2 separate regions of the Arachis hypogaea genome follow, and region 2 is linked to region 1. A link is a contact called in public Hi-C data. All regions are on one chromosome and are shown on one strand. The core of a region is the stretch at or near the end of the contact, and the rest is flanking DNA. Distances in the headings are between cores, read along the strand shown.

Region 1 (3,276 bases), core at 213-2,712:
CTAATTGTAAACAAGAATTGAGTATAATAAATATGTAATATGCTAGGTTGTAAGGCAATAGTGCTAGTGATGAAGCACCTTTATAAAATGTTATTGTCATGATTTTCCTTTCTTATAGTACTATATATGTTGCCGTGAGTATTCTATTCCATCAGCTAATGGCTCGTCAACGAAATCATCATTGTTAAATAGGATTGCCTTAACATATAAAGTAAAAATAATTTTGTGATTTTGAAATTAGTATAATTGTTTAAAATTGTTGTTGACAGAGGAAAACAAATCATGTTGAAAATGATATAATGGATGCTTTAAAAATTTCACATGCCAAACCGGTGAATATTTTAGTAGAGTTAATGCAAATTTAATATTTGACTACTTTTGTCAAATAAATTTTATTTTTTATGAGTATAAGTTAAATTTAAATCTTTTATATGTAGTTCAGTAAGTATTATCTTTCTTAAATAAAAATAGTAGTTTATTCATTTAATTGCTTGCCAAGATTCTCTTTTGTAGAGAAACAACTCACAGAATACAGTTGAGAGTTTTTTTTTTTTTTTCGAGAAATAACAATATTCTTTCGCTTTTTATTTTAGTGTTGGAATTTTAGTGGTGTTTCTTAATAATGTAAAAATTTAATAGTTTTTTATGTATGAATATCATAAATTTAAAGGTCAGATTTATAGTTTTTTTTTTTTTTTGTGGATACCACAAATCTAAAGACCTTAGATTTGTGGTTTTTAATTTTTTAAAAACAATATAAATTTGAGGGTTAGGTTTGTATTAGTGTTAAAAAGAATTTTAAACATATTAATTGGACTCTCCAATCTTAAAAACCCAAAAAAAAATCTCACCACAAATAGAATCTTTTTATTTGTTTACTATGGAAATCTGATTTTTCGATTTCTTAAATCTAAAAGTTTGATTTGTTATTTTAAAAAAATAATAATAAAATCCATATAAAAAATTACACTAATTAATCATGATACTATATACAATTTTTTTTATTTCTAAAAAAATTAGCCTATTTTTTTTTATCACTGCGAAATTTCTTTCGTCAAAAAATGATTTAGAATATTGTCGGGAATTTTTCTTTTTTTCGAAAAATAACGATATTATCTTATTGACATTTGACAGTAGTACCTTATCTTGAGAAATAATTTAGACTATTTTCTGGCTTATAGAATAATATTATTTCTGGCTTTTAGTAAATTCTAGCAAATGTTATCTCACTTTCATAGAACTTGAATTCAAGGCTTAAGGTAGGGGACGAACTTATCTATCATTTGACCCACTTTGATATCGATAATCATTGTTTTTTAATAAAATAATCATTAATAAATGAAAAATAAGGCTTAATAATTGAAATTAAATAATTGGATTGACGATCATAAGTAGTAGGCAGAGGGCAACTTGTGTATGTTGCTGATATTTCAGTAATTATCACAAGGCACGTGAACGCTGATTCTGATTGTGAAGAATACAGTGCATTTGGGGACTTGTATTAAGAATGCATAAAGGTAGGTTCAGCCATGAACTAATCATGAGCATACAAATTCAATCTTCAAAAAAACAATATGTTAACACTCAAAGAGGATTCAAGCAGAAAAGTTCATTGAATGTATAATATATTTGCCTTATCCACCGACTCAATTTCTTTTTTTATTGATCAACTAATTATTTTAAGAACATTAGGTAAAACATAAATAAATAAAGAAAAGAAACAAAATACAAAATATAAGATGTAAGTTCTCTTCTATTTTATAATAAACTTAAGCTACGAAGATCAATAAAGGTGATGGAACTAAAATTCTATTGTTTTTTTACCAAATTTTATCTATAGTGTTTTTTATTTAGGGTGTAATTTATGTCTAATTTATTTTTTATAATATATTTTAAATATTTAAAATTTATTAATTTTTATATTTTTAAATTAAATATTAATTATTTAACAATTTTTAGCTATTAGGTATTAATTTTTAGGCACTATAATAAACACCTTATTCTTTTTCTTGAGATATCGATTGTTGTATATATTGTATCTGTTATTTTTCAAGTGTTGGTGTGAATTGAATCAATTAAATCATGATACTCAACTTGGATAAAGTCTTAGCTACCAGACAAATGACACAGCAAAATATATAGAGATGAAAAATTAGAAATTTGTATAAAATATGGAAACAATTGAATAACTTTCTTTGAGAATTACAACTTCTCTCTATCACAAGGAGATTACAATAACACTCTCTCTTGACAAAAGGAGAACACACTTCTCTCTATATATAGGAGAAAATTACTCAAAGAAATATTATGTTATTCTATCTGAATGACTTGATTGAAATGAATTAAAGAAAAACTCAATTTATATGTAAATTTCTTCAATATGAATCATCCGTCAATTAAAGGTATATAATTCTTCTCTTTTTCAACCATTAAAATTCTAAGGTTATAAACTAAGATTGTTTATTACCTTTCATTTTATTTAGTTATTATTTATTTATTTATTTTCTAAAATTAGCTTTACTAATTTTCACAATCTCCCACTTAAAGCTAATTTTGATAAATTTTCAAAATTTATGTTGCTCATGTATTTCATAGGCCGTATGAGGATCTACACCATTCAAACTTTTCTGTGTTGATTAGTTTTGTCATGGCATCTGCTAGGTTATCTTTAGTGTGAATCTTCTGCATATCAACACCTTCCTTCTTCTACTACTTCCAAACAAAGTGATATTGTACTCCAATGTGTTTTGTTCTTGAATGAAAGGCAGGATTCTTTGCACTGTGCAAGGCACTCTGACTGTCACAATACATAGAAATCTTCTGTTGTTTGTGCCCGAGCTCTTCTATCAACCTTTGGATCCAAATAGCTTTCTTGCATGCTTGTGTAGCTGCCATATATTCAGCTTCTGTAGTAGATAAAGCTACAACAGTCTGTATATTAGATAGCCAGCTCACAGCTCCTCCTGCAAGTATAAACACATAGCTTGTAGTAGATTTTCGTTTATCAAAATCACCTGCAAAGTCTGAGTTATTGACATATCCATTGACAATGAATTCCGATCCTCCAAAACATGATGCAACATTCGAGGTCCCTTTGATGTATCTCAAGATCCTCTTAATAACATTCCAATGCTCTTTACCTAGATCTGCCATAAATCGACTTACCACCGCAACTGCTTGAGCAATATCTGGCCTTCTACAGATCATGGCATACATAAGGCTTCCCACTGCTGATGCATACGGCACTCGAGACATTCCCATCCTCTCTGCTTTACT
Region 2 (3,184 bases), core at 38-2,537, 70 kb before region 1:
TAAGAGACATTCTACTGTACAGATTGAAGTGATATAAAAAAAAATAAATTTTTTTATAATTATTTTTTATTATTTTATTACTATTCAAAGTGTAGAACCTACTTTTTTTTATTTTTCTTTCATCTCATATAAAAAAAAATCTTTAAACTTACGTCTTTACCGTATAATTATTCAACAACAATTAAACAAAGTTCACAAAACTTAGAAGATATGCTCAGTTTACATATTTCGAAGTGACATCTTATTTAGATGTTGTCTGAAAAACATGTCAAATAAAAGTATAAGAAAATCACTGGAACACCGACGTTCCTAGAATACTTGAAACTTTTTCAATTTCCAAAAGTATATCGTTTAGTTTAGTTTTTCTGAAACTAAATTATTAATGTTTAAATATTGAGACTAGCAGAGTTACAGTAGCACCCAATTACAACACAAATACAAAAAATCTATACCAAAAAATGGAGTCTAATTAGAGTAATGATCAAAGAAAAAAAAAAACAAAGAAAGATGAAGGGATTAAATAGACGAACCTGAAGGGGAAAAGCATTAATATCTCTATGAAGCTGGTAACGTTTCTTCTCTTTATGAGGGAACAAATATTGTTGAGGAATTAATTAATTAAGAGACCCAAAGAAGAAATTTAAGGACAAAGAGTGGAAAACAATGACAAGTAGAAGAAGATAAAGAAGATAAGGGGAGAAAAAAAAAGTTGAAAGTGGAAGGAAGCTAATCAAATCAAAGAGATCACAAAATCTGAATGCATGTCAATTTAGAAAGAAGAGACCAAACATGGAGAAACAAAATTAAAGCTAAGCACCAAAAAAACAAAAGCAAAGAGGTTCAAAGCATAAACATAAATATGAGTAGAAACTAGAAACACTCAGTATTATGAATGAAGAGAAGAGAAAGAGAAAGAAAAGAAGAAACAGAAACAAGACAAACAAAACTGAAAGGACCACCCATTTGAGAAAGAAAAAAGATGAGCTGTTAAGTCTTGTTTGACAGCCACAGAAGCAACACAAACAGAAAAAGCCAACCAACTTCAGAATGTTCTTTCTCTTTCTATGTCTCTCATCTCTCTCTTTCTCTCTCTCTCTGTTCAGAGCTTTTGAATCAGCACCCTATTAGGTATTGCCCCCCACCATTATTATTACCTCCGCAATCATATAACTTTTTCTCTTTCTCATTCTCCTCATCCCTTCTTAAAACTACAAAAACAATTGAAAGCATTGAAAATGAACAACATAATAGTCCAACTTGGCCAACTTACTTTTTAGTTTAAATAATTAAAAGAAAAAAAGTAATATCTTTCTTCTATAAAGAAATACTACTTTCTTTTGGAGTAATTATTTAATTTAGCAAAAATATTATATACATACTAAAAATTAGTTATTATATATTTATAAGTATTTATATATAAATATATATATTATTTAATTTATTATTAATGTATATTTTGTATTCTTATATATATTTTATACGGATAATTAATTTAGTGACTGATTTTTTCGTATATACCTAACATATATAATTGTTCATTTTATCCTTTCGCATGTTATATTTTGTAACTCAAGTTAATCTTTTTATAATTTTAGAATAATAGGGTAAATTGATATTATAATGTGTAACTTCATGGTTTTAAGAGAAACTCAAGATTTACCCAAATTTTTATTAGCCAATTAGTATTTTTACTCGCAATTATATTACGGGAATATAAATTTTTTTAAAATTATATTAGTTTTGTTTTGACATTATAAATTATAGCACAAAAAATTTATAAAATCAAACTACTTTTATAAAAAAGATCGTAGGGGACAAAATTTTCTGTCGGCTAAGAAGACCAGGGTCTCCGTTGAAAAAAAAATCAAATAATAAGATTTTTAGTTATTATTTTCATGTAAAAGAGTTTGATTTATTACTAATAATTAATTTTAATATTCGTTATCTAAAATTTGAAACGATTTAATTTGTATACTTTTGATTAGGTGTTAAGTCTGTTACACAAATAAAAATAATTAATTTTTATGCTTGCTATTTAAAAATAATATTTTTTCTGTCTATGTATATAAACATATAATTAGATATTAGCATAAAAAAATTATATTCATAGTTATAAAATTAACTCAAAATTAATATTTTTAAACAATTGAATCTTGATTTTAACTTTTAATTATAATATTAGTATTCTCTCCAAATTATATTTAATAAATATTTGAAAGAAAAAAATAAAAATATATATTAAAAAAATAAACAGAAAAAATTTAAAACTAAATAAAAAAAACTAAAAAAATATGTATATAATAGTAATAATATTTTTTACTTGAATTATATTATTTTGTTAATTTTATTTTTTGTAGAACAAAAAATAGAAAAAATAGAGAATGAGAGAAAAGAGAGAGAAAGATAAAGATGAAGACTGAGAGAGGGAGTTTGTTAATTTTAAAAGAAAAAATTTCATTTTAATTATAATAAAAAATATCTGATGACACATCTTGATTTGTCAAATTACTAATATAAAATATAAATTACAATTATATATAGAGTGAAAGAGTAGAGAAATAAAAAAAAGGGAGAGATAGACGAGAGAATTTAAGAATGGAGTTTATTACTTTTAGAAGAAAATATTTTTTCTCAATTTGAATAAGAGAATGTCATATGACACATTTGGTTATTAAATTAGATAATAATATAAAAATATATCAGAATTATATATAAAGTGAGAATGGTAAAGAGAAATAGAAAAAAGGGAGAGAGGTAGATGAGAAAATTTAAGAAGAGAGGTTATTAATTTTAAAGAAAAATATTTTTTCTCAAATTTAATAAGAGTGTCATGTGATACATTTTTTTATTAAATTAGATAATAATATAATATATATATATAGTTATATTTTAATTTCAATTTTAATATTTCAATTTTAATTTTAATATAATTAAAGAATGTCATGTTGTACATTTTGATTGTTAAATTTGTAATTAGTCATTGATAATGATATATAAAAGAGATAAAGTAGTTGAAAAAATGAGAAGGATAGATAAAGGGAGAGGGAAAAGGGGATAACTTTTTAATTTTGGAGGGAAAGATTTGATTTCAATTACAACGAGGGATATGTGGCACATTTTAGTTGTAGAATTAGTAGGGATGAGAAAAGAACTCTTTATTTTTGAAGGGAATGATTTGATTTTA

Evidence for each region. Hi-C and Micro-C count contacts between places; a contact is called where the count stands out from the background.
Region 2: a contact with region 1 is called in a Hi-C map of an unstated tissue, with 2.4 times the contacts expected there. The contact joins the promoter of LOC112720634 here to the enhancer-like site in region 1. A contact is called at or near these places in 4 of 8 Hi-C or Micro-C datasets (leaf and an unstated tissue).

What each region holds. Positions count from the first base shown.
Region 1 is chr11:32,292,952-32,296,227 of arahy.Tifrunner.gnm2.J5K5, reverse strand. No RefSeq gene overlaps it. Among protein-coding and RNA genes, the nearest start is that of LOC112720632, 13 kb to the right of the region's middle. Within about 2 kb of position 1,462, at least 1 of the 3 cell types and tissues checked has open chromatin away from gene starts, as enhancers often do.
Region 2 is chr11:32,363,005-32,366,188 of arahy.Tifrunner.gnm2.J5K5, reverse strand. It overlaps LOC112720634 (phototropic-responsive NPH3 family protein NPY4), which reads right to left and starts at 1,287. Exons shown (of 5, transcript XM_025771645.3): 1 at 531-1,287.